Linked DNA regions of Mus musculus: region 2 is linked to region 1. A link is a contact called in public promoter capture Hi-C data. All regions are on one chromosome and are shown on one strand. Each heading gives the region's core, a stretch centred on a gene start, on an enhancer-like site or on the middle of the called end of the contact. The rest is flanking DNA. Distances are from core to core; before and after follow the strand shown.

Evidence for each region. Promoter capture Hi-C pulls out the DNA fragments that hold promoters and counts their contacts.
Region 2: a promoter capture Hi-C map of pre-B cells shows a contact between it and region 1, with 5 times the contacts expected there. The contact joins the promoter of Inha here to the promoter of Cfap65 in region 1. A contact is called at or near these places in 2 of 39 promoter capture datasets (hippocampal neurons and pre-B cells) and 1 of 115 datasets of contacts at active chromatin or transcription factors (embryonic stem cells).

Annotation. Positions count from the first base shown.
Region 1 is chr1:74,934,035-74,939,283 of GRCm38.p6, reverse strand. Cfap65 (cilia and flagella associated protein 65) reads left to right here and starts at 3,685. Exons shown (of 33, transcript NM_001039495.1): 1 at 3,685-3,763.
Region 2 is chr1:75,504,837-75,509,934 of GRCm38.p6, reverse strand. Inha (inhibin alpha) reads right to left here and starts at 2,858. Exons shown (of 2, transcript NM_010564.5): 1 at 2,417-2,858; 2 at 1-601. The coding sequence starts at 2,687. Obsl1 (obscurin-like 1) reads left to right here and starts at 3,483. Exons shown (of 20, transcript NM_178884.5): 1 at 3,483-4,722. The coding sequence starts at 3,711.

The sequences.
Region 1 (5,249 bases), core at 2,436-4,935:
TAGGGGAGCAGGGCGGGGTGGGGTATAGGGAACTTTTGGGATAGCATTTGAAATGTAAATAAAGAAAATATCTAATAAAAAATAGAGGGGAGCGGGGGGAGGGTATGGGGGACTTTCAGGATAGCATTTGAAATGTAAATGAAGAAAATACCTAATAAAAAATTGGAAAAAATATTAAAAAAGAGAGGCTTTACAATTTGTCTCACATTTTCCAGCTATTGAAAGATGGAGCCACGTGCCTTTAATCCACATGCACTTGGGAGGCAGAGCCAGACAGCTCTCTGTGTTTAAAGGCAGTCTGATCTACAGAGCAAGTTCCAGGACAGCCAGGGCTACACAGAGAAACCATGTATCAAAAACAAAAACAAAAAAACCAACCAGCCATCCAACCCACCCACCAACCAACCCACCAGACAAACAACCAAACAAAAACCAAAGAGAAAGATGGAACCAGAACCTGAACTTGAATTTCCTAGGAAGATGAAATATCATGTAAATTTTTTCTCCATTCCCTTACTCTTGGCCTACATGGATTTCTACTCTGTGGTAGTTTAGGGAGTAGGTGGAGAGAGAAAATTGTCTGGGAGGGAGGCTTGCATAGGAAAGGTGGAAACCCACAAGTTGGTTCTGGACAAGGAGTAAGCCTTTCCTTTGAGTTCTTCTGGCGTACAACAGCTGTAATGGTTAATCTCTGTTGTCAGCTTGACTGATTCCTTCAAGAGACATACCTCTGGGCTTGTATACAAGGGTGTTGACACAGAGATTAGCAGAGTAGGGAAGATTTACTGTGAATGTGGCATCATTCCATGGTCTGGAATAAAAGGAGAGAAAGAAGGAACCCAGAAGACTGAAGAACGTCAGCTGCCCTGTTTTTTACTTCCTGATCTGCCAAGATGTGAGGCGTCCCAGACACAAGCTCCCATTGCCTTCTCCACTATGCTGGGCTAAGCCCAAACAAATCCTTCTTCGTTCAAATTGCTCCTAATAGGTGTTTTGTCATAGCAATGAAAAATGTAACGAATGCCCTTCAGTTTTGGAAGGGTAGACCTTTCATCTGCAAGGGATAGACAGATGTGCTGGCTGGTCAGCAGAGCAACCCTGGCACTTAGGTACACTGTCTTTGGCTTTCCATACCTCAGCACAGCAAAAGCAGCCTCCATCCTTGAAGAAACAGAGGAGGGAGGTGTGGAAAGAAGATATTCCCTCCCAAGTACACTGCAGAGAGGCTGAGGCTGGTAGAAGGAACACAGAAAGCTACACGGCTTATGTATAGAGATCAGAGGGGGAATGTGTTCGTTCATCCCTTTTCATGTGCTTAATCAATGAAACACTGCATTTTGGAAATTAATCAATAAAGCCTTCATGTTGAAGGCCTATAGCCCTAGAGGCTGGGGCAGGGGGATTTCAAGTATGAGGCCAGCCTGGTCTATAAAATGAGGACCTGTGTCAACAGATAAACAAAAGAGAAGAAATTATCCACAACAAATAGATAAGGGAATCAAGGGTCAGAGAGATCGTGACTTTTTCAAAGCCTTACAGCCAGAAATTAACAAAGGTTAATCCCAGGCCTGTCTGGTTCCAGTCTGAAATCTTCTCTATTCCAGGGGAAGCTGATGAGAAGATACAGGAAGATACAGGAAGGAAACAGGATATTGTGTATGCAGTAAAGCCCAAATTGCTAACTGTGTGCTTTGTCCCCCAGCCCCAGGCCTCAGACAGAGAGCTCAGGTCTCTCATCTATCCTTACTTTTTCCAATACTTTGGTCCTTATAATTTTCCTGAATCATTCACTTTCATTCACAGCCTTGAAACAAATGGCGTTTGTGTCTGTGGGCCTAAAGAGGACATGACCACTCAGATCCAATGCCTAGCATCTTCTAAGCTATCTCAGCTACTGAGAAGGGGACTTCCAAGGCAAGTCCATTGTCTGCTTCCCTCTCCTCACACCCAGCACCCAACCAAGCCTTCCTGGGTACTCAACTTCCTGAGCAAAGTCCAGTATGTGGGGGCCTCTCCTTAGGAGTCCTCACATCAGCTGAAGTTACTGCTCAGAGCTGCCAGTTATAATTCCAGAGAAGCGCAGACCACAGCACCTGATAACAAAAGAAACTGTCCTTCCACTGTCCTAACCCAGAACTCACCAATATATAATCAAAAGATGCTGGGAAGAGGTTCCTCAGGAGAGGAGACCAAAGAACACATGGCTCAAAAAATCTGACTTCTTTATCATCAGTTTTTTCTTATTGGGTTCTCTGAGGTCCCCCCCCAAATCCTGCATAAGTATTCTCAATTTTTTTTGGCATAAGTATGAAAAGGAAAATTTTGTTTATTCATTTCTATTCATCATTTCATCATTCATTATTCCATTACATTCATTATCATTCATTCACTTATTGTCATTTATACCCCCCACTTTTTTTGTCCATAAGGTCCAGCTGAGTCAGACTGATTAAAAAAAAAAAAAGAAGAACTTGAAGAAAAACAAAAAAAGGGAGAAATCATTACAGGAGCTCCAAATAGCATCAACGTCATCACGTTCAAAGTACAGCCTTCAGATTCTGAGAAACCAGCGAGACACTCACTGAGTTCCACGTTCCTTAATCCCCAAAGAATTCCAGGCTTAGTTGGGCTGGCATGACTTAACCGACCTCCTGGACCTCCCTTGCAGCAGCCCTGCCCTCCCCCGCTCATGTGATCCCTCAAGCCAACTCAGGTCACTTTGTCACCTCAGTCCATCGCCTACCTCCCACAAGTGAACCCCAATCCTCCAAACTGCTCGTTTATTTTCTGGGTTTGCTTCCAGCTCTCTGAGCTCTCCCTCTATAACCACACCACACCCCTTTCATTCTGAGGAGGAATGGGTTCACTGTTCAGGCAGTAAAACTCTTTAATTGCCGAAGAATGAACTTTGAGATTCTTGGCTTTTTCTACGTCGCCTTCATCCAATGATACCTTTCTCACAGCGTGCACACCAGTGCACAGACAAAAAAGAATTTCTTCATACATTAACTTTTGTCTCTCTTCAAACAAGTTAATTTTCTTTGGTCTCAGACCAAAAGATATCTGGAAGAAAATGCCAAAGGTGTTCTCTTTCGGCAGCAGAAGGAGCACATTTATAAATCCTATGCAGTAAGAAATAACCAGAGGCTGTTTTCAATGAACCATCATGATCATAGGGAATGAGGCTCTGAGTCTAGATCAGTCTACTTCAAGAGATTAGGAATGACTCCCATTCAGGCAATCTATGATTTTTGAGCCCAACAGTAATCTATGAATAAGGTGGTCAAATAAAGTAATTGCCAGGACACCATGAAAATTGGGGGAACCATGTTTACCTTGTCTGGAATGGAAAAAGACCACAGTTGGTACTACAGCAGGGAAAATCTTGGATTCAATACTTAACATAGGGAGATTAAATTTGAGCAGGCATTGACTGGGTGTGTAGCTTAGTGATGATCAAAGCTTTAATTCTTAGCACAAAAAGAAAAAAATATATAAAGAAAGTTAAAGAAAAAAGAAGAAAAAGGAAAGGAAAGAAGAAAAAAGAGAGAAAATAAAGGAAAAGAAATGAAATGAAGAGAAAAACAAAACAAAAAGAAACGGACTCATTCGCTTTCTCTGAACCTTGGCTCTTTTGGGTTGCCGTCGTTGCCATGGGATACCAAAAGACGCTGTGTCCCGAGCGTCCTGTATCTACGGAGACGTTAGCACAGCGTTTGCATGAGTTCTAAACGTTGGAGGCCAGCGAGAGGAACAAGGAACGGTATCTGTACTAAAAACCCCTTTTACAGGAAATCGTGGCGGGTCTTCAGAAAGTCCTTTCGTTGTGGGCGAGATTAATTAGATGCGGGGGCCAGGAGACCCTGAGAAGCCCCATAAGTACATTTTGTTCCCTTCGTTTTAAGGCTTCCTTCCTCAGCTCTACTTGACCACTCCTTACCCTCACCCCTACTCCCGGTTTTTTCACCTGTCGTTTGTAAAATTTTAAGATCAGAAATTAGGCAAATAAAAGAAACTGATAAAATACCCCCACCCCCGAAACTAGAAAATTGGTTTAAAACAAGCCCCCCCCAAACACACACACACACACACACACACACACACACACACACACACACACACACACACACACAACTGCACGTTTTTTCACAGCAAAATGTTGCAAATGACCTTCTCTGTTCCCGGAAAGGCTCCATGCTTCCTGCCTTAAGTCCCGGCTGGACCACTTTTCTACCTTATTTTGTCTCTTCTCTAGCCTTTCAGAGATAGATTGGTGTATTGAGTGGGGACTTTTTCAGAGAGGCAAGGCAGACTGTCTGTTGAATCCCCTGATGTCTGAGAGATCAGGGACTAGGGACAGGACCTAAAGCTATCCAAGGACAGAAAAGTAACAGCTCTCCTCCCCACCCGCAGCTTGCATTTCTTGGGTTCTGTCTGAACACCCACTTTACATTTGGAGGTAGGAAGCTTGTTTTGTACAAGTACCTGCTGTATCAGACCTGTTTGGTAAATGCTCTGTGAGGGAATGCATGGGATGAGGACAGTAACTTGAAATGGTTTCCTCCAGTGTTAGAGAACCTTCTAGGAACAAATGAGCCAACAGAGGGTTTCTCTGGCTGGTGGAGAGAGAATGAGATTGTCTTTGGGAAATGTGTAAACTGCTAAAGGTAATCATGAGATTGTTACATTATAACATGGGGACCTTAATTAACCACCAACTTGAAGAAGGAGATGTTTTAGGTTAAATTAAAAGCAAGTCATGGCCAATCATGATGGTTCATGTCTTTAATCCCAGCGCTTGGAAGACAGAGGCAAGTGGATCTCAGAGTTTGAGACTAACCTAGTCTGTAGATCTAGTTCCAGGACAGCCAGGGCTACACAGAGAAACCTTGTCTCAAAAGAAAAACAAGGAAAAGAAGGCAAATCACATGTAACGATAAACAACTGTAGGGATTAAAATATCTGTTGAAAACCTCACAATACTGTCTGGATTGTTAGTCAAATTGATACTATTTGGGATATGGACAATCTTACTTAAAGAAGTGAAAAAAAATACTAAACAATGTGAAATATAGAAATAAGTTCAAAAATAAGTATTACAGCTTTGCTGTCCAGTGTAGTAGCTACTAGGCAACTTTAACTATTGAGCACTTGAAATCTGGGTGGTCTGAATTGAGATAAACTGTGAATATAAGATGTGCTGGACTGGAGAGAAAATTCAGTGCTTAAGATATTCATTCTCAGCATAC
Region 2 (5,098 bases), core at 1,609-4,108, 570 kb before region 1:
TAGTGGAAGATGAAACTGGGAGGGTGTACGATCCAGCGGTCCCAGCCCAGCTCTTGGAAGGAGATATTGAGAGCAGCTCGATGGCAGAAGGCATGCGCAGCGGGTTCCTCGGGAGGCCTCTGCAGCAAGCGCAAAGCCGCAGGAGACCAAGGCCAAGGCACGGAGGGAGTTGAACGCCGGGCCCTCTCCCCCGCACTGGGTGCTCGAGCCCTAGTGTGGGCTACCAGGAAAGGAGTGGTCTCAGGCCGGCCCGAGCAGGAACAGAGTGGGCATCGCAGCAGCAACACCAGGATGGGGTGGGTCAGCAGAGGGAAAGCAGACGCCGCCAGGTGCAGTACAGCCCAGCGTGGCGGGCCCTGTCCCAAGGACACAGGCACAGCCATGGGCCCCCCAGATGATAGCACCAGAAGATCTAGCAGGGGCGCAGAGCTATTGGCGGCTGCTGTGCTCTTCCTGCCTAGGCCTGTGTGGAACCACAGCTGGGCTGAAGTCACCTGGTGGCTGCGTATGTGTTGGGATGGCCGGAATACATAAGTGAAGAGGCCTTCCTCAGCCTCCTGGGCAAGCCCTCTGGCAGCTGGCTGGTCCTCACAGGTGGCACCTGCAGGGGACAGGCAGAAAAAGGAAAGAGAGGGTAGCCTTGATTTTGCTGACTATATGTCAAAAATCGAGTGTCACTTAGACTTAGACACCCCCCCCTGGAGTCTTGGGAAAACTAACAGAGGCTCCCCAATTTTCTATTCATCATCAAAACACCACATTGGTAAATTTTCTCCCAAGGGGTTTTACCAGTTAATATAAAGGGCAATGGGTAAGAGTCCATTTCACTGTCTACTTCATCCTCAGGTCTATTCATGAAGCTTATTGTGCCCTCCCCAGCCTTGAGCAGGCTGGCTGGCTCAGACCTTCTTTGCCACAGTTGCTAGTTCACCTAGGGTGAAGTCTTCCTACCTAGGTAAAGTTTTGTCTGCCACATCTGTGCACATCTGCAGCTTCCTGCAAGAAGCTACCTGCTGAGCAGCCGAGCTTGTCTTCCTGATGAGAAAGTGGGATCCTGGCACAGTGGGGGATGGATTCCCCCCTCCCTTTAAAGATCAGACATTAGGATATTAAAGTTGAGCCTTGATCAGAGGACTTTATCTTGGCTCATTATTTCTCGCCCCTTCCTCGCCATCCATCCCCAGCTTTCCTTTCAGGAAGCCAGGAACCCGTGGCTGCTGGCGGCTGCAGCTTATGGTAGTGTACATCAGATACCATGGAGTGATTCTCACACCTTGGGTGCATGGGTGTGTTTTGTTGCTTTTGCTCCATCTCAGCATGTCAGAAACTTTAAATGATAAATTTCTTTTTAAAATTATTTTCTTCATTTACATTTCAAATGCTATCCCCAAAGCCCCCTATACTCTCCCCTCGCCCTGAAAAGATAAATTTCTTAAAGGCACCGTGTTTTTGAAAGACAGCTTACAGGGTAGGGAGACAGCTCAGTTGAAGTACTTGTTGTGTCTGCATTAGGACCAGAGTTCAATCCCAGGACCGACATAAAGAACTGGATGCGATCTCACAGGACCGAGGAGACAGACACCCGTCAGGCTAACTAATTAGTGAGGTCCTGGTTCAGTGAGAGACTGACTCAAAAACAATGGTGGAGAGTGACTAAGGAAGATGTTCAGGGTCAACCTCTGACCTCCCCGCATTTCCAGGCATATGCATAAACTAACGAAGACAGAGGAGGAGGAAAAGAGAAAGAATGGAAGGGAAAGGAGAAGAGAGCAGAGGTCAGCCCTTCCCAGGGAAGTGTAGCTGCCATTTCTGGTCCAGTGGACACAGACTATGGGAAATATTATGGGCCAGCTGTAGTCAAGACTGCAATTGGGGCCGTACTAGAACACAGTCCCTCGCGTTACAAATTCTAACAACTGATCCATTCTCAAGACAAGACACTGAGGCGGCTGACAGTCAGCTAGTAAGTGGCAAGACTGGGATTCCACTTGATATGAAATCCATACTTTCGGTACTACTACTACGCTGCCTGGAGATGAAGGCAGGGAAGCGAGGAGACCTCAGAGTGAGCCAGATGGGGCTTGGGGAGAGTAGGGGGCACAAAACGCAGGACAGACCACAGGCAGCAACAGAAGCTGTCTCTACAGAGCCTTAGCTTCCCCTTTTGTATTCCAGGCATGCTAGGCTCACTGGATCAGTCCCGCTTGAGAAGTAGAGGCTACCACCTATCTGATGTTGAGGTAGAGGCTACCACCTGTTTGATGTCGATCAGAGGGGCTTAGGAACTGGCCCCTTGCCGCAAAGCCAGCTGAGTTGTGGGGCTGCCATTCATACCCAGAGCTGCCTGATTCCCAAGCCCATGAAGTAGGTACCGGCTACTCTTCAAAGTTGACCTGCCAATCCCCAACTTCATTACCTGTAGCTGGGAAAAGGATAGCCTGGGAGACATCTTCCTCCTCTGGTTCAGAGGTCCTGTGCATGAAACCCCCAACGGCATGTCTTCGAGGCAGACGCCTTATTCCAGGATCCCCACCTTCCCCATCCATTGCTGGGGGCCCCAAGGCATCTAGGAATAGAGCCTTCACCTTGGCCAGGACGAGCTCCCGGACAAGTTCGGGTCCCTGGCAGCTGTCCACATCCCGTAGGGTCAACAGCAAAAGGAGCAGCAGAGACCGCTGGCTCACCATAGTTCACTTGCCCTGATGACAGGGAACCCACACGCTGCCCTGTGCCCTTTCTGTCTAGGACCTCCCCACTGTCCCCTCCCCATCCCACTGCTGGCCTTCTTCTACCCTTCTCACCCCAGTCTCCCCCAGTCCTTCCCACGCCCCACAGTCCCAGTCGCCCCTGCCCATGGCATTGAGACCTCCTATCTCTGACGCAGATGTCTGTGGCCCTGAGCCTTATCTCCCACTCCCGCCAAGAATGTGGGGGAAGGGGCTGTGATGGGTATTCACCCCAAGTGACCTGACCCATTCAGGCAAGCATACAACCCACTCCTCAAATACACACACACACACACACACACACACACACACACACACACACACACACACATAGAATCTACATCAGGTACCACAGGTGCCTGGGTGCTTAAGGTTGACCAGTCATCAAATCATTTGTCAGAAGGACAGAATGCACCACCCCCCTCAGACTTTCTGGCGCTCTTTTCAATCCTAGCAGCTGCTAGGCCAACGTGGGAGGGTAGACCTAGGGTTGAGGCTCTGGGCCGAGGGCAGGTGGTCCCGCCTGCTCTATACTTAGCCTGGAGGAGCCAGTCTGAGCTCTTGTCCTCCAGCTGTGTCATCAGAGAATATTTTTGGGATTGGCAGCTGCAGGCGACAAAGTCACTCAAGCCCAAGCCAGGCCCGCAGTTGGAGACCTGGAGGCCGGAGGTGGGAGGGAGGGAGGAGAAAGAGGCCCAGGCTGTGGGAGGGGGCTGGAAAGAGAGACTCCCAAGAGCAGGAAGCCCGGCCGCGGGCAGTCTAGGCTGTAGGGCCCCTCGCTGAGCAGGCAAACAGGAAGGACAGCCCCCTGAGCTCTGGGCTCCCGGCCCGGGAATTGCCGCGTAGCAGGGCTGCGGCCAGGGTCCAGGGTAAAGAGGCGAGCGGTCACAGGAGTCCCACCGGTCCCGGCGCCCGCTCCGCCACGCCCTGGTCTCGGCTCCCGGCCTTCCCGCGCGCCCAGGCGAGCCATCTGCAGCGGCCGCAATGAAGGCCGGATCAGGGGATCAGGGGAGCCCCCCGTGTTTCCTACGCTTCCCGCGGCCCGTGCGGGTGGTAAGTGGAGCGGAGGCCGAGCTCAAATGCGTGGTCCTGGGAGAGCCGCCGCCCACTGTCGTGTGGGAGAAAGGCGGGCAGCAGCTGGTGGCCTCCGAGCGCCTAAGCTTTCCGGAGGACGGCGCCGAGCACGGCCTGCTGCTGAGCGGCGCGCTGCCCACCGACGCCGGGGTCTACGTGTGCCGCGCCCGCAACGCGGCCGGAGAGGCCTACGCGGCGGCCGCCGTCACCGTGCTGGAACCCCCGGCCCCCGAGCCGGAGCCCGAGTCCTCCGAGTGTCCGCTGCCAACACCGGGCACCGGGGAGGGCGCCCCGAAGTTCCTGACGGGGCCCCAGTCCCAGTGGGTGCTGCGAGGGGAGGAGGTGGTGCTGACGTGCCAGGTGGGAGGCCTTCCGGAGCCCAAGCTGTACTGGGAGAAGGATGGGATGGCCTTGGACGAAGTATGGGACAGCAGCCACTTCAAGCTGGAGCCCGGCCGCGGCGCGAGTGACGAGGGCGCGAGCCTGACGTTGCGCATCCTGGCGGCACGGCTGCCCGATTCCGGGGTGTACGTGTGTCACGCCCGCAACGCGCACGGCCACGCGCAGGCGGGCGCGCTGCTCCAGGTGCACCAGCCCCGCGAGAGCCCGCCCCAGGATCCCGATGAGAACCCCAAACCCGTGTTGGAGCCGCTCAAAGGCGCGCCCAAGACCTTCTGGGTGAACGAGGGCAAGCACGCCAAATTCCGCTGCTACGTGATGGGCAAACCTGAGCCCGAGATCGAATGGCACTTGGAGGGCCGCCCTCTGCTCCCCGATCGCCGCCGCCTCATGTACCGCGACCGCGACGGCGGCTTTGTACTTAAGGTGCTCTACTGCCAGGCCAAGGACCGTGGGCTCTACGTGTGCGCGGCGCGCAACTCGGCGGGCCAGACCCTAAGCGCGGTCCAGCTGCACGTGAAAGGTAGAGCACCGTGCTTCCAGTGCCCCCAGAGGTCCTTCTTGCTCATGTCCACCCCCATGTCCGGAGGAATATTGAATTCCAGTACACTGATGAATTTCTTAGCCAGCTACCCAGGTGGTAAAAACCACTAAGCCAAGGAATAGACTGTGTAAATCTTAACAATCCTAGAACATTCTTATCCTTTATTCTTTCTTTTAGGCCTTCTTTCCCAACTGGATTCCCATTGGTAGCAATATCTGTAAAATAATAGGAGCATGTTGTGGGAGTAAATAACTAGGGCTAAATTTATAATATGCTAATCGGTGAGAAAAAGGGGGCTGCTGTATTGAAAACACACATTTGGAGTGGAGGCTGTGTTCACAGCTTCGGGGGCCCG